Linked DNA regions of Mus musculus: region 2 is linked to region 1. Evidence: chromatin contacts called from public promoter capture Hi-C data. All regions are on one chromosome and are shown on one strand. The core of a region is the stretch at or near the end of the contact, and the rest is flanking DNA. Distances in the headings are between cores, read along the strand shown.

Region 1 (3,519 bases), core at 763-3,262:
TGTGTGTGTGAGAGAGAGAGAGAGAGAGAGAGAGAGAGAGAGAGAGTGTGAGTGTGTGTGTGTGTGTGTGTGTGTGTGTGTGTGTGTTCTCACATAGTTCAGGCTGGCATCAAATTCTCTGTGTAGCTGAAGATGACCATCAACTCCTGGTCCTTGGGCCTCCACTTCCCAAATGCCACCAGGCTTACTGCCATACATGTCTTTGATTCATAAGCATATTCTTGGTTATTTTTCATGGGTTGCCAATTTTTAAAATTCAGTGTATTCATACACAGAAACAGAAAACCAAATAAAAAACCTACATAAATAACAAGATTAATGAATCTAAGGACAGAAAACATTGTCCCTGTTTGTTTCTGAGAGCTAATATGCAGGTTCATATTCTCTCACCTCCACACAGCTGTCACTCTTCTGAGAAGCTGTGATGCACACGAATCAGACACCACACACCAGCCACCCCAATTCATTAGTCACAGTGTCACTACCTACCTACATAGAGGACTCCCTCTTTTGTCTTTCCAGCTGCCTCTGCCACACCCTGCTTGGTTTTCTCAGCAGCAGCCACAACTCCCTCCTTGGCCTTTGAAAGTCCTTTCATGAACACATCCATGGCTAAAGATGTATTTTTGCTCCACACTAGAGAATACAGAATACATTTTGAATTAGAAAATTTGGGTAAAAAAATAATAATAATAAGGTTTAAAACAGCTAGAGAAAGAAAGGAAATTGAGGGGGAAAAATCAGTATGCCTTCCCCCAAGTCCTGGTGTAAGTGTGATTTCTTGGGTGGGGGGATGTGGGGGTGCTGGGCACAGTGTTGATTGATTGTTGAGTTATGTCACTCAATACTAGGAAAAAGTCATGTCACTTAAGGATGGGATGGATCTAGTTTGATCATTCGACTGCTCTTACATACATATTTCAGAAGAAGAGTTGCAGAAGGGGAGGTGGGCATCCTCTACCCCATCAAGTTCCCAGGGCCCAAAGGTTACATTCAAAGTAAAAAGACTATCTAGAAAAGGAACATGGGAGGTGGGCGTACAGAGATGGAGTGGGGGCAAGAGGATAAAAGACCCAGAGAGGAGTCAGTCTTTGGAGAAGGAAGGGAGGGGAACTGTTTAATCTAGAAGTAGGGAACTGCTTGAAGCCCAGCCTTTCTAATCTTGCAAGACCTTCTGCCCACCACTAGCTCTTTGCCTGCTATCTGCCCAGAGCAGGCGCTGTCCATACACTTGAGCAGTCTCACTTGAGCACCACCCAACCAAGAAGCTCTGTCCTCAGCTGGAATCCTCTAGAAGACCCTGCACCCCATGCTCATTAACCCTTTATCACCTGTTGCCTACTGTCCTCTGCACTTCTATTAATCATGGGCCAAAGGCACCCTTCTTCCTCTACAGAAAGAAGCTGAAATGCCTGGGGTTGGAGCATGAAAGTTGGATGCTCAAATTCCACCCAATGCCCAGCACTAAGCTTCCACCATCCAGCACTCAACATGAAACACCCTAGCGTTTCCGCTTGAAAAAGCAGATGCCACAGGCAACCTGGCCTTTCCCTCGGGCTTTGACAGGATGGAAGGGCATGTCTCCAGCGAAAGGAAAGCCGAGTGATGTACTTTCCACGCACTGGCCCAGTCCCCACCGCCAAAGCAGCTGTAGTTGGTCTTCTCTAGGCGTCCCGGCTCTTTGCTCCGGCTAGCTAAGATCCCCAGAGCTGCCCCATCTACAGGTACTTACCGGCTCCCTAGGCTTCTGAAGAACTCCGATTCTTCCTGTTTTCCCCAATCTAATTTCAATGAAAGAGGCAAGGGCAGGCAGGGGCAGGGGGAACACCTGCTGGTCTCCTGCCGTCTGCTGCCTGCTGCCGGGCGCTCTGGCTCCCTGGCTCCTTCACGTCGCCCCCGCAGCTGATTTGTCAGCGCCTCTCCCCGCCCCTCGCCTGCCTCGTGCCTTCGCTCCTCTTCCTAGGGAGGGGACGGGTTGGTTGGAGGTGCGGTGCGTGAGGGCTGTGGGTATCTGGAGCACATTCCCCCGGATGGAAGGAAGAGAGGACGGCCTGAGCCTCCCCTCGAGTTCAGAGGGCCCTCAGTTTTATCGTGGCTGAACTTGAGCTGGCGCCTCTCCTGCCCCACCCCCCTCCTTCCCTGCCTCAGTCTGTTCCCAGTTCCTCTAGGCGACCCCCTCCTCCAGGACGAGCCCAGATGCCACACCAGAGAGCTGGACCGCCTGAAATGGTCTGTGTGCGGAGCCAGGCAATGGAGAGGGAGCACACACCCTTGGGGTTGCTTTTGTTCACACAGCTTAAGATTTCCATTTGTTTTTACCCCGGAGGAGTCTAAAAGGGTTCTGGGTGCAAAGGGGAGCCGACTAAGGAAGAGTTACAGGTCGAAGAAGCAGGGGGAGGCTCAGCAAATCCTCATTCCCACTCCACTATCACCATTTTCTTTTCCACCAATCAGCGGCTGCCAGACGCTGATTTTTTTTTCCCCATCTGTGGAGCAAGGAATAAATATCCCCCAACCGTCGAAAACCAGCTGCCTCAAGGCTTTTTTGCACTTGAGAAAGTGGCTTACTATAGAGTTACAGGATAGGAAGGTAGCGGCTGTGGGATTCACCCTCTGGGACCATCACAGGCAGTTTCTTCCTTAGTCCCTACTTAATGGCAGATTTTGCACACCTCTTACCTTTCCGACTTCTGGCTGCGTGGAGCTCCAGCGAACAGACTCTTCTTCCAATCCAAGCACACGCGCAGATAGATGCACAGGCTTTGAGACAATTTCTGTGTTACTTAACACGTTCCCACTTCTCTCTGAGATGAGCAGAATACCACTGTTTTATAGCAGAGTGGATTTGAGTGCCAAGCTCCTCCCCCAGCAGAGTGCCTTGCTTTTCCTTTCTTGTATTCTGAACTTGTGTTGGGCACTGGAAGCTAAATCAAGCGTTTACTGTATTAAAAGGGGGGGGGGGTCGTAGGAGGGAATGCTTTCTCTGATCCTTGAAGTCAGTTGACTTCTGAATCCTGAAAAATAAATAAATAAATAAATAAATAAATAAATAAATTGAAGTCTAAAAAAGCATTTGAAACAAGGGACAAGCAGCTTGTTTGGCATGCTATAAAGGAAGGAGGCAGATAAAACCACAAATGCAGAGTACAAGTAATGTGACAGAAATTAACTGTTTAAGCAACGCCTTCAATTCTTATTCCCTTTAAAAATCAACCTTCCTACACACTAGTGGCACATACCATGTTTACTTGAAATTAAAGGAAAAGGTGGCACCTCTGCAGTAGATAGGGTTAGATCCTGGGCTCTAGCATCCCCATCCTGCCAAGTTAGGACACCTGTCCTCAACCAGCCAGGTAAAGTGACATATAAATAGTGAAATACTAGAAATGGGAGTAATTCAATGTGGCCACGTTAAGAAGAGGAACAGAGGTTTAGTGCCCCAAGTTCATCTTGTTTAGATAGAGGTCAGGATGTATGTATGACTAAGCAGTAGGTCAAAGTGTGCTTCCAGCTACTGTC
Region 2 (3,285 bases), core at 360-2,859, 41 kb after region 1:
AGGTCTGAAACCCCCTCCAAAATTCACAGCCTCCTCTTCTTTAATAATTGTTGTTACATATATAGATAAGCAAATAAATCAACATTTAAATATAACTTACTGAGTCCAATCAGTGCTGCTTGCATGAATATGTTTCTAGGGCTGATCACTTCATATTAGACAGTCAATCAAGGGGCTTATCCTTGGAGAAGGCTATTTCACCCTCTCTACAAAGTTATTCATAGCCTATAGTTCTTCAGGCATGGGGATCTCATGAGATCACCTCTATCTATATTGGAATAAGAACTGTTGTTCATGTATTGTTCAGGCAGCCATGTTGTTGAGGTGTCATTGGTGAAACTTTCCTGTTTTTTCTAGGCAACAGAATCTCACAGCAGATTTTTTTTTTTGGTCCTTTGACTTTTATAGCGCCTGAGATCTATAAGACAGTTCACTAATTATCATCCTATTGCAAGCTATGGCTATAGTTGAGCTTCCAGTTTGCTGTGGAGTAGAATATTATCCCCAATATCTTGAGCATGTTACTGGAGTAGCAGCCGCGTGTTTACCTGCTTCGAAAACACACAGGGAAGCAACAGACCTAAAAGGGAGTTGTCTCCTAACTTGTTGCAGGTGCTTATAGTTAGGATTGCAAACAGATTATAACACATTCTAAAACAAGATCATCCTACGACTGTACAGACCATATTGGGAAGTATTACAAATATGCACCCAGGAAGCTTTGCCTTTAAGGAGTTTATAAGCTAGTTGAGGGTGGAAAGCACAGGGTTTTAGAGTGGACATAGTTTTAGATGTGAAGGACAGTGTTTTAGAATAAAATAGAATGTGCTCACCATGTAACAGGAAGTTTCTCTTTGTAGCTAATAATTTGCAGAAATTACTATTATTGAACACTGCATGCACTGTGATTTCTACAACTTTAATTTTTTGTAATAAACTTTGCATTTTACATGTGTTTTGAGTACTGAAAATTAATAGATGTCCATTCATCATGTGAATATTCTATGAATAGAAAACAGGGCAACCTTTGCTACTGTTAGACTTAAGGAAAACAGTACGATATATATTTTTCATTTGAACCCTAAAAAAAAAATAGTTGGAATGAAAACAGGACTCCACATTTTCGAAGCATGAAGGAGATTTGGTGGACAGATATGCAGAGTTCTCAGAGGTGTACCACTAAAATCAACTGATTTGAAGGTTTTGAAAGAATATACAGTTTATCACCTTCCTCCACTACTTAGCCCAAGTACAGGAAAACAGTTCTTTTTATGTTTTTAACATTTGTTTTAAATCTTTGTGAATAAAAGTACTTAGCTGCCAGCTTAGATGTTTCTTAACATGCTGATCTAAGCAGAACCATAGAGGGGGTTCAGAGTTGGGCACTGGAAGGCTGGTGTTCCTGAGAATGCAGATGTGTGTTGGGAGCTGAGAGAATCAGGAAGCTCTGTAAGGAGGCTAAGCTTCATGGAAGCCACTGTGTGTGTGTGTGTGTGTGTGTGTGTGTGTGTATGCTACTGAGGGAAAAAGTCAGCAGATGCCCTACAGCACAGGAGGCCTGATGGGTGCCTGAGACAGAAGGGAGCCTGGAGACAACCAATCTGTGTCTTAGCAACAAAACACTTTTCTCAGCCAAGCTTTCCTCTTAGGCATTTGAAAAACAGCGGCAGCTTTAATTGTGGTGAAGAAGGTAGAAAGAACAAGGGCTTTTTAGAAGAGCAGTTTTCCTATAGAGACTTAATGAAGTTCTGAGAAATTCTTTCTGCTCTCTTGCCCTTCAAGTGTGCATAACACTATTTAGGAAAGCACCTAAGCTTTCACAACTGGAGATGCTAAGCCTGGGATTCTCCAAGGCTTGCTCAAGCTTTAGCATCCCTGTTCCTCCCCACTTTTCCAGTGAGTAGAGCCATGTTTCCTTTGTGATGTGGGAACAGATGGGGGAACATCTAACAAAGTGAGTAGGTGACATGAAAGTCATATTCACTTTACCGTCAACCTCTGTCTCCCTCTGTGAGGTGTTACTAATATATTCATCATAACATTATCAAAACAGGATAAACAGGTCTAAATTACTTCAAGACAGAATATATATGAATTTAACTATTTTTCATTTAAGATTTACTCAACAATTTTAAAGCCTAAACAGTTCTTTATAGCCATTAACCATGTTTTCCCTAATCTTTGTAACTTGTTTAATCACCAAAAATAAAATCTCTGCATTTTAAATTCTGTTTTTAAAAGTGATAGTTTCAATTGATGGCAAAAGTTTGAAACTTGCTTGCTTCTCAGAGCTGTGTATCCAGGTAAATGTTTTCCAAACATTCTGGCATTATGTGGACCATGAAATAGAATATAATCTTAGCCTGTAGGTCACTTTAAAACCCAGTGACACTGTACTTTGTCATGTTTTCCCCTTGAGATGGTTTTTATCTGGTGGAAATGGTGGAGTTATTCTGTTAGTAAATTATAAAGAAAAACTGCAAGTAGTTTCCTCAATAAAACTTAAATATCTACCATTAGGACTTGAATTTTACTGTTTCTAATCATTGTGAAACAAAATGAAATTGTAATTAAGTCAAAGTACAAATCTACTAAAAAAAAAATCTGTCAAATTAGTCAACACTATGTTTGTGCCAACTGGGAAGCAACGAGCTTTTGTACCCCAGCTGCTATGCAAACCCTGCAGCCAGTTTTATAATAAATAATTTGAAATGTATGATTTATGTTGTGAAAATAATGTATACCTTTCAAGCACTCCAGTTACCATAACAACAGAACAGAATGCATTTTATTTGATTTTTAGTTCAATCATTCATTTTTATATGGTTGTCACACTAAAAAATGAGAGATGAGGAAGGAACGGTGGTTGTGGGAGGGAGAGAAGAAAAAAAGGAGAAAGGGAAAGAGGAAGAGAGAATCACAGGAAAAGTATGAACATCTTCCCCACTGGATGCAGGCACAAATTTCCATCCATTCTTTGGTACTTGATGCTCTAAGATGTAATGGCCGCACAAAGCTGAGAAAGGCACGTTTTGGGGGATCTTTTGTTGGTTTGTGTGACAGGAGATGTTGTGTTAGTAAAATGTTAGCAGCAGATTTTAGAACCCCCCTGAAAAGGCTACTTTTTGCATCCTTTTCGTCTTTCTCTATTTCTTCCTTCCATTTCCTGAAACACAGATGCACTAAGGAGAATTATTACTGACATTTTAGATTTGAACAACATGGGACATCTGTTAAAGACACTAGAGTAGTGATTAGATGTAATTTTATCCTTGAACACTCTAT

What was found. Promoter capture Hi-C pulls out the DNA fragments that hold promoters and counts their contacts.
Region 2: a promoter capture Hi-C map of hippocampal neurons shows a contact between it and region 1, with 2.9 times the contacts expected there. The contact joins the enhancer-like site here to the promoter of Snca in region 1. A contact is called at or near these places in 2 of 39 promoter capture datasets (fetal liver and hippocampal neurons), 4 of 484 Hi-C or Micro-C datasets (cerebral cortex, cortical neurons, olfactory sensory neurons and 1 more) and 1 of 9 other capture datasets (adipose tissue).

Annotation. Positions count from the first base shown.
Region 1 is chr6:60,826,992-60,830,510 of GRCm38.p6, forward strand. Snca (synuclein, alpha) reads right to left here and starts at 2,013. Exons shown (of 6, transcript NM_001042451.2): 1 at 1,733-2,013; 2 at 490-636. The coding sequence starts at 610.
Region 2 is chr6:60,868,777-60,872,061 of GRCm38.p6, forward strand. No RefSeq gene overlaps it. Among named protein-coding and RNA genes, the nearest start is that of Snca, 41 kb to the left of the region's middle. Within about 2 kb of position 1,610, at least 13 of the 459 cell types and tissues checked have an H3K27ac peak or open chromatin away from gene starts, as enhancers often do. A contact at or near this core is called in cortical neurons, hippocampal neurons, olfactory sensory neurons and 1 more, where this site is marked.